2 separate regions of the Zea mays genome follow, and region 2 is linked to region 1. The links are chromatin contacts, called in public Hi-C maps. All regions are on one chromosome and are shown on one strand. The core of a region is the stretch at or near the end of the contact, and the rest is flanking DNA. Distances in the headings are between cores, read along the strand shown.

The links. A called contact is a pair of places that touch in the nucleus more often than the background predicts.
Region 2: a Hi-C map of leaf shows a contact between it and region 1, with 5 times the contacts expected there. The contact joins the promoter of LOC103632740 here to the promoter of LOC100273068 in region 1. A contact is called at or near these places in 4 of 25 Hi-C or Micro-C datasets (bundle sheath, ear and leaf).

Annotation. Positions count from the first base shown.
Region 1 is chr1:26,378,013-26,382,459 of Zm-B73-REFERENCE-NAM-5.0, reverse strand. LOC100273068 reads left to right here and starts at 3,145. Exons shown (of 3, transcript NM_001147517.1): 1 at 3,145-3,561; 2 at 3,955-4,122.
Region 2 is chr1:26,662,544-26,667,084 of Zm-B73-REFERENCE-NAM-5.0, reverse strand. It overlaps LOC103632740 (probable methionine--tRNA ligase), which reads left to right and starts at 3,261. Exons shown (of 17, transcript NM_001351673.1): 1 at 3,261-3,434; 2 at 3,534-3,678. The coding sequence starts at 3,320.

The sequences.
Region 1 (4,447 bases), core at 1,896-4,395:
GTGCCCGTGTGTTGCTATGGTTTCAATATATTATATAAATAGATCTTATTTAAATGAGATAATTGTAGAAACATGTACAAAACTTCAGGGGGACAACTCTGTCAAAAAAACCAATTTATTTTCAAATCATTGAAATTAAAACAACCAAAGCTAACTTAAGAAAAAAATGTTGGCACATCTAGATGCAGACAAGCATTATAATATAACTGACAGGAATTTGATTACATCTAGACAATTCGACATATTTTAATTGCAGTCATTTGAATGCTAAGACAAATATAAAGGATAAAAAACTGACAACTGTTCATACGTACCACTCTTTCAAATGTGAGAACATGTCCTTATAAGTAAAGACCATAGTGCTAATGTGCTATTATATATGAACTAATCCTTATTTCAATGCATTCTCGTCGTGTGCTAGAGCCATTGATGACCATAATTTCCATCTATCTCCCTGCAAATTTCATAGAACAACAATAGCTTACTCAAAATCACAAACTCATATGGTCCCCATTACAGCCACCACACGAGGGAATGGATTGCGTCCAACATCACAAACTCATCTGGTGGCAGCTTCCACCTCCACAGTTCTCAACATTATTGTCTCTTGCAAATTTTAAAAACAAGAAGAAAAAATAAATCATAACTTTTCAACATTAAATATTCAAACATGGCTACACCATTTTGCTGTGTTACATGTCATCCTATCACTCGCTTTTGTCCTCGCTCTCTCCCTACTGGAAAGAGCACATGTGGTTACTAAACACCACTTGGTTGAACAGCTCTTGCCGTAGCTCACCTAATGTTTGCACCATGTAGCCATCGTTGTACTGAAGATGTTATGCACACAGAAACACCACTTGGTTGAATAGCTCCTGCCTTAGCTCACCTAATGTTGGCACCATGTAGCTATCGTTGTACTGAAGATGTTATGCACACAAATTAGGCTTCAGGCTAAACTGACTACAATAATCCTGAATGATCACGTGGTACAGGGAAATGAACAAAAAGCAAACCTGAGGGAAAGAGATTCCGGTGCCGCCATTGCTATGAACCTCGTAGGACGGGGAGGAGTTAGAGGTGTCTGTCCATGATAGCTTCCGATGGAGTTCCATTCAAGACAGAGCCAGGCATTAATTGTAAGCGCATCATGGTGGACCATTCCTTTGATTTTCTGAAACGTGTGAATTGGAAGTTTGTGGTTTTGTGAACACCATGATGGCAAGAGGGGATTGAATAGACCACAGGACATATAATATATGGTTGGGGTGCAAAGATTGTGAGGTGTATGTTGCATACTTGAGTTATATAGTTATTGAAAGCATCACTGTCCATGCCAAAACCATACAACACAAGGCTTATTGGACTATCTGGAAGTATCTAACCAATCAAAACACTTTGCTTCGCTCTGCTATGATTCAAGGCAGAGAAGACAAAAATTTATAAACAAAACACTGGATTACACATGATTAATAACCTTGTTGGAAGAAAATTGATCTAAGTGACAATATAATCCATGGATCCAGGAAAAGAGGAAAAGCATGCACCTCACGTTTTAGGTTTGTTGAAAGCCGAAGGTCGTCATAGTGTGCTTCCCTGCAAATTAATATACCAGCTTATTGAAAGCATGTAGCTCATGCTCAACAAAAGACGCAATGGGCATGTTCCTAGTTTCTTACATGAGAAGGCATCGAGGTTCCCTTTGATTGTACAATCACCAGGGTTGAGCTGCTCGAGGAACAAATTTATGCTGGAAACATCAACAAAACAACAAAAAATAAGTAGATTGGGGAAAACGAATTGATCTCATGCAACCAAAAGCACATCACCGACAAAAGAAAACACCACGTTTACCTGTCGAAGGGGGTGTATTCTAAAAACTTCATGTAGGGTGGCTAATGAACTCATAAAATAGTCTGATCTGGCTGTGCCTCACGAAGGGAAGGGATGCGTTGTACAGAATAAGGGCGGACCCAGTAAAGGATACAGTCGTACCCAAAGGGGAAGTAGCCGACCACTGGGGTGGCCTCGACATCATAGCGGGTGACCCCGAAGCTGCGCTCTCGCCGCAGGCGCTCCTCAGCGAAGAGGTTCCCCTCCTCGAGCCCGCCACCATCAGGGGCCCGAAGAGCAGCTCATGAAAGGAGACCACACATGACTGGATCTGCATCGTAGTAGGTGACCTCCTTTTGCTCGTCAGTCTCCAGCTTCCCAAGGTCCTGCGTGGGTTTGGTTCGGTTCGTCGTTGCGTCCTACACCTTCTTGACGCCACGGAGGAGCACCTGGGCGTCCGGTGAGGCCACGCAAGAACATGGACCTGATGGCGGTTCGACATCGCATCCTCCGCCTTCTCGACAGCATGGAGGAGGTGCGCGGCGGAGGCTGCCGTGGACGGAGAGTTGGGCGAGCCTAATCGATAGAGCAGAGGAGGCAGCCGTGGAGGGAGAGGTGGAGGACGGCGACAACCATGGCGCGGCTAGGAGCGAGCAGAGGCGCGCATCGTAGGCGCCCATGGACGGAGAGGTGGGCGAGCCTTCTCGTCGGCGTGGAGGAGGCGACCGTGGACGGAGAGGTGGGTGAATCGGGTGGTGGGCGTTTCGCGGCGTGCGTAGGGACGGCGAGCGGGGGTTTCTCGGTGGTTGTTTAGCGGCGTAGGGAGGCGGGCGTTCCGCGACATGGGGCGGATATGCGGTGGTCATGGGGTTCCCGGGCGTGGGGCGGATATGCGGCATGGGGGCGGTAGGTGCGGGTTTCGCGGTGGTGGGCGTGCGGGATTCGCGGCGGCGGACAGGAGGCCGGGCGAGCGTTTCGCGCGGGTGGGCGCAGACACACGGGCGGGGGCAGTCTACGGTGCCTTCTTAATAATTAGTAGAGATTTGGTAGTGTCTACTTCCAGCTTTGGAGGTCCAAAAGCTACTTAGAAAATCAAATAAACTGGGCCTAAATCGTAAAATATCAGCCCAGCAGCCCAATAACTATCGACCCAGCCCAATCCCCTTATGGACCGCCGACCAGTCAACCGTGCAGTGTCGCCGCCTCGCCGGCGACGACGGATATGGCGGGCGCGGCACCCCGTTTCCATCCTTGTTCGCTTGTCACTTATTAGATCAGGGGCGGGAAGAACATGACAAATCGGAAGGTTCACGCGTGACCGCGAGCGTGCCACGCAAGGGCGAGGGAGCCCGCGAGGCGGAATGCGCCTCGAGATCTCCTCTGCGCGGCTCGCGGGTCAGACCATCAGAAGCAGAAAGTCGCATTAGTAAATTCAATCATCGTCCCCGCCTGCAAAAGATCTGCCGTGGCCTCCTCGTTTACCTATTGCTGGTTCTCAAATCGCACGCCCTCACTGCTAGTGCTAGGCTCCCCTTCGCGCGCGCGCGCAGTTATTACCCGTCCACGGCCGCGTGTTCGCAAGTATCCAGATCCGGCTCCCCACCTCCGGCGACCACCGCGCAGAGAACAATTCCGTCCAACGGGAAACCCCGCGATAAATCGCCGCGCCCATCGTTTGGCGTCCCCCACAGCACCGAATTCACCAGGGCTGGAGGAAGTGTCTGAAAGGTGAGAGTTTTTATCATCTGCTTCCTCTGGGCTTTTCGACCCGTTGCTAGTTCAGTGCAGGTACCAGAAGAACCCTAAGCCTAACCTGAGGCGACGCCGTTGATGGCCATCATTTGGGAGGTTTCTTGCGACGTCTCCGTGGGTACATGTGGTGCTAATCAATAAATCTCCTGCCATGTTCAGGCTGCGCACGGAACTACTACTATGCGAAGCGGCTGTCATTGGTCCTGATGGGATGCCCTCACTGCTAACAATTGACGTTTTCTTTTCTTCTGTCCATGGCGGCGTTTAGTTCGTGCAATGACTTCTTACGCTAGCATAGGACGCGTGCTCCGGCGAGGTGACTAACTAATTCCATTATTTTTCTTTGCTATTTTTTTATAAAAAAAACAGACTCAGCAACGCTTCATGTGACTGATTGGTTGGCTGCGCCGGCTCTCTAGCACCGAGTTCAGGGAGCACCGACTTGTTCGTTCGTCTTGAGGCTCTGGAGCTCTGTCACGTTGTGGTAGTTGAGAGGGATCTGTCCAATTTGCATAGCTGCGAAGGAAGATTCCTGAGGTACGCTGTACTTGTTTTCTTATCAGAAACTAGCACACGCCATTATTGTGACCTCGTCTAACTTGTCCTCCTTGACTTGGACAAGTGCTTATGTGGTACAATACCTCCCGTTGATATTTCTAACACGTCCTGTCATCCTAGCAACCTAACATGGTTGCGACGTGCCCCAAGCTTGTTTGACTTCCCTGCCTGTCATGGACAAAACGCATTATGCCCCACGAGATTAGTTCATAGGGCTAGCTGCTAGGTGGTTATTGCATACTGGTCTCCACTCTTTCTCTTGCCACCTCGGGCATCCTCAGCCGCCCTAAAAAGGATACATGCT
Region 2 (4,541 bases), core at 2,012-4,511, 280 kb before region 1:
AGCTAGCAGCTGTGCGCGCCGCGTTCGTAACCGTCACCGAGGAAACAAACGGCCAGAGAGAGAGAGAGATACATTGTTGTTGCACACTGAAGGCGTGTAACGCCCCGGCCCACTATATGTCGTTGCTGATGTTGACGAGGGAAGGAGCCGTCCCTTTGTCGTCTGCTTCGCCGCAGAATTACTCATTGGATTATTGGGTGGGCATGGACTCCAAGGTTCCAAATGGCAGCAGAGGGGAGAGAAGCACCGCGGGTTTTGCTTCTTTATCAGGACACTAAAGGAAAAAAAAACTCTTAGCAAAAGGTGGAGGAGCCAACAGAGCGCTAACCTACCCCTTCTCTTCTGTGTGATCTACTCCTGCTCTAAATTAATTATCAGTCAGTGGTAGTTCATGCCCATATTTTATTTCCGAAGGGAGCCAGGTCGTGCCCATATATGTTTTGCTGTCAGAGTCGATTTCCGAGATAAAAAGCTGGTGACTATGTATGTATATAGGTGATCTGGAAAGTAATCATTAGTCAATATGGTTGGGAAATATCTTCTTTTTTTCCCTTGAGAGGGCTTATGTATACGTCTTCTTCAAAGATATATTTTTTTCCAAGATAAAGTTAGTAACCAGCTCACTCATGGAAGTCAAAAACAGTTTGGAAATTATAGATGAAGTCGGGAGAAATCCACTCTATTCTGGGTGTCCAGAACGCGTGGACCTGTTCTTGGGTCTCTACTGCCGCCCTTTTTTCCGAATTCCAATGGCTTCTGCCTTATTACATATAGTCCTTGAGTTAGCTTTTGAGCATATTTTCTTGTTATTAAAACATGTTTAGAGGACCGGACAGTAGTTACTTTAATTTACTCAATAGTCAATTTATTTATTGTGAAAGCTCCGGATAAGATCTGAGCAGATCAATCTTTGGGTCTTAGAAACGTGTGGATGCTTTCTTGTGCCTTTTGCCTCCTTCAAGTATCCTGTTTCAGTTAGTGGATTGTACTAGGCAGTAAGGATAAGAAGTTGATTATTACAAACTGGGAGTTTCTGACTAGTCTGATCAACATAGATGTGGCACAAAATCAATCTTTCTTTATCAGCTTAGCTACTCTAGAACCACCACTCTTTTGCAAGGGAAATGGCAATAATATTTTTCCCACTGTATCCAAACTGAAAAAAAGTGGCACTAGGTTTGGATTGCTAACCCCTAGAATGACTCCTTTTTGGTAGGAGTAAAGCAAAGATGTTGATTAGGACATGTACAACCCTAAACCCCTTGTAAGGAACTAAGCACTATTGTACAGGACACGACTAAGATACAATACAGTGGGTGTGTTTAAAATATGTGTCTTACTGTATTTATTGCACCAATTAAAGTATTTAATTCACCAATCAACTATGTCTTTTTATCTCGAGCATAGAGCTAAGATCCGTGTTTTAATTTTTTTTTACATTCATCATCTCAAGCTCAAGACCGCCCATTGTATGCACCCTTTGTTCAGTGAAATGAAATTTGTTGCTTCATTTCATCCCCAATTGGAGCCGACATGCCTGGAATAAATATTTGCGGTATTATTTCCACCTATTGAGCTAACGATGATGCATGAATTGGTTGTTGGAAACATGTGGAGGTCAGAATTCAGAATACCACAACGTCAGTGCTAGTTGTTACTAGTCAGATCAAGATTAACCCCACTAATCATGCTTGTCCAGAGCCAATAATTTCAATCATGGTTTCAAACAAAAAAATAATTTCAATCACGAACATGATTTTTTTCTGAATTTTTGGACGCGGACCTAACCCCTCACGATGTAGAGTGTCTCGGTGCATTTCCCTTTCATTCCCTATGTGCGATAATGTTATTGCGGTGATAGCCCACACGAGCGTTAATTTGTAGGTCAAGCTGCAGAGTGCTCGTTGTGTCCTTGCTATGAATCAGGGACACATGTACTCAGCTTTTAGTAATGTGACACGAACCAAACAACATGATGTACCGGCGTGTTAATTGCCTGTACCTTTCCCTTCTCAATCCGATGTGCAATGGACTTTATCTCCTGAGTGCCCCATGATTATGAAGTAATGCTACTTGACAATGGGTATTAGATTGTAGGTTAAGCTACAACGGTGTGGTTCTCAGTAATCCTTTTTATGCATTATCATCCGGGATCATTTTGTTTGGAACTCCCACTGTTTTTTTTCAGGAAGCAACAGAACGTGCCCACACACAGCAGCAGAAAAGCAAATCTAGAATACGTAGAAGGCTAACCACTAAAACTTGCACTCTACCACTAGGTTACGTTAGTTGATCAGTAGAGTGTGCTCGTTTCTAAAGGCCGCGACCATTTTGTTCAGAGGATTGAAGCTCACTCTTCTTCTGCACTTCTCTTAGATGACCATTTTCCATAATAATAAAAACTGAAACCTGATCTTTTCTAGCTGTTTCAGTTTCATAAAAGGCTTCGTTGTTATCTTTGACAGTTTTTTTTCAACACCGAAGAATAAAGTGAAGTTCATTAAGCAGCTTTTGAAGGTACCGGAGACTGAACGAAGCGAAGGGAACATTATCTTGCTGTGGACGCCTGCATCAAAAGCTTGAGTTTTCTGTACCAAACCATTTTAATTCCAGGTTAAAGTTCATCTGAAAAAAAGTCAAAAAGCAACACAAAACTATCTGATGGCATACTGGCAAATTCGAGCACAATTGCCGCGCAAAAAGTTGAGTCTGGAATCCTTCAGGTTTCAGTTATAGAAACTTGCTCGGTTCGATGCAATGCAACCACAAACCAAAATTCTTCAAACCAGAAGGATACGGCACAGCAGGATTAATTGCACTGCACACACAGAGATTACTAACCAGCAAAGCAAGATATTCAGCGTTGATATGATCTTCTCCGTCCTGAAATGCTCAAAATCCACTGGCTGGCAAACATGCAATCCAAGGACTGGGTCGAGACTAGTTGATCAAAACATGCAAACTACCAACCTAGAACTTACCCACAAACGAAGAAATCCCTAATCAGCTGCATCTTATCCCCTAACTTTTCTCATCCGTGGGATTGACGGAGACAGGGGACTCATCTATTTCGCCAGGTGTCAACGGCGGCGGAGAGAGCCGACGGTAGTCGGGCAGACGACAAGCGCGGCAGAGCTGAGCATAGCACCAGAGGATGCTTTACGATTCGAGCTATTTCTGAGTTCTGACAGGTGGGACCCGTGTTCAGCGGGAGACCGGGTTAGGCTTCAGAGGAGACCGAGTGACTGTCTGACTGACCCACTCGCAGTCTCGCACAACTAGCCATCCTGTTAGCTTAGCCCTAAACTCTTCTTTCCCGATGGCGTCGTCCCCGCCGCCGCCTAAGCTGCCGATTCCCGGCCGGCGCAACATACTTATCACCAGCGCACTTCCCTATGTCAATAATGTCCCCCACCTCGGGAACATCATCGGCTGTGAGCATCCGCCTGCCCCCGATTTTTTTTTCTCATCCGTTTCTGTCCCTTTCCTGTTTCCCGTGTGATGGGGATTCATTTCGACGGTCTTGTGCGCAGGTGTGCTCAGCGCCGACGTGTTCGCGCGATACTGCCGGCTCCGGGGTTACAACGCTATCTACATATGCGGGACTGACGAGTATGGCACCGCCACCGAGACGAAGGCCATGGAGGAGAAGTGCACGCCCAAGGAGATCTGCGATAAGTAAGCCCGCCTCTGTTTGTCATCACCTTTCTTACTTGTTGTTGAGAAATTGGTTTGGTTTAATTCCTCTCGAGCTGTCTGAGGTTGCAGTAGAACGGAAGTATGTTAATGCGCACTATAATACTTGAGAACTACAGTAAGCCAATAAGCAGGGACTCAGGGTGTGTACAGTACAGTGCAAAGATGTTTATGTGGGCTCTTAAAGAGAGAGACAGGGCAAGCGTCACGTCCTTAAGCTTGTCTGCAATAGTTCCAGCCTACAATGGAACTAACCATTTGACAGATGCTTCAATTTAGGAGCTTGTTTAAGCATTTACCTGTCCAAAGCATGTATAACATATTTCAGTTATTTATTTTTGGCTCGGGTAGCCGTTCGACAGTGCAGTCTGGATAGAAGGCCAGCCCTTGGTCCCAACGCCTGCCAGAGCCCCGATTCATCATGCAACTGCCCACACTCCATGATAAGAGATTTTGTTAACTGCTCATAATGTCTGTTAAGAGCCATGAGCTGCACCTGCCCTTGCGGGACAAAGTGGTAAAGTTTTAGCATATCAGTTGATTGGTTTTCTTCAATCGATTCTATTGCTGAATTCCGGATAGACTTTTCCTGAATCACATTGAACAGGACCAGCGGTACAGAAGCTAGTTGGTGCCTAGATTTCTGTTGATAAATGATTTGATGTATGGAATACTATCTTTGATTCCGAATGTAGGTTGTTTTAGGAGACTATGCAGTAAGACTTTCTTACTTGTGTGTTCTATTGGGTTTTAACTCTAGCCTACCCCAACTTGCTTGGGACAAAAGGCTTTGTTGCTGTTTTTTTGTTGTAAGACTTTCTTAACTTGGACCATTAGTATACGAA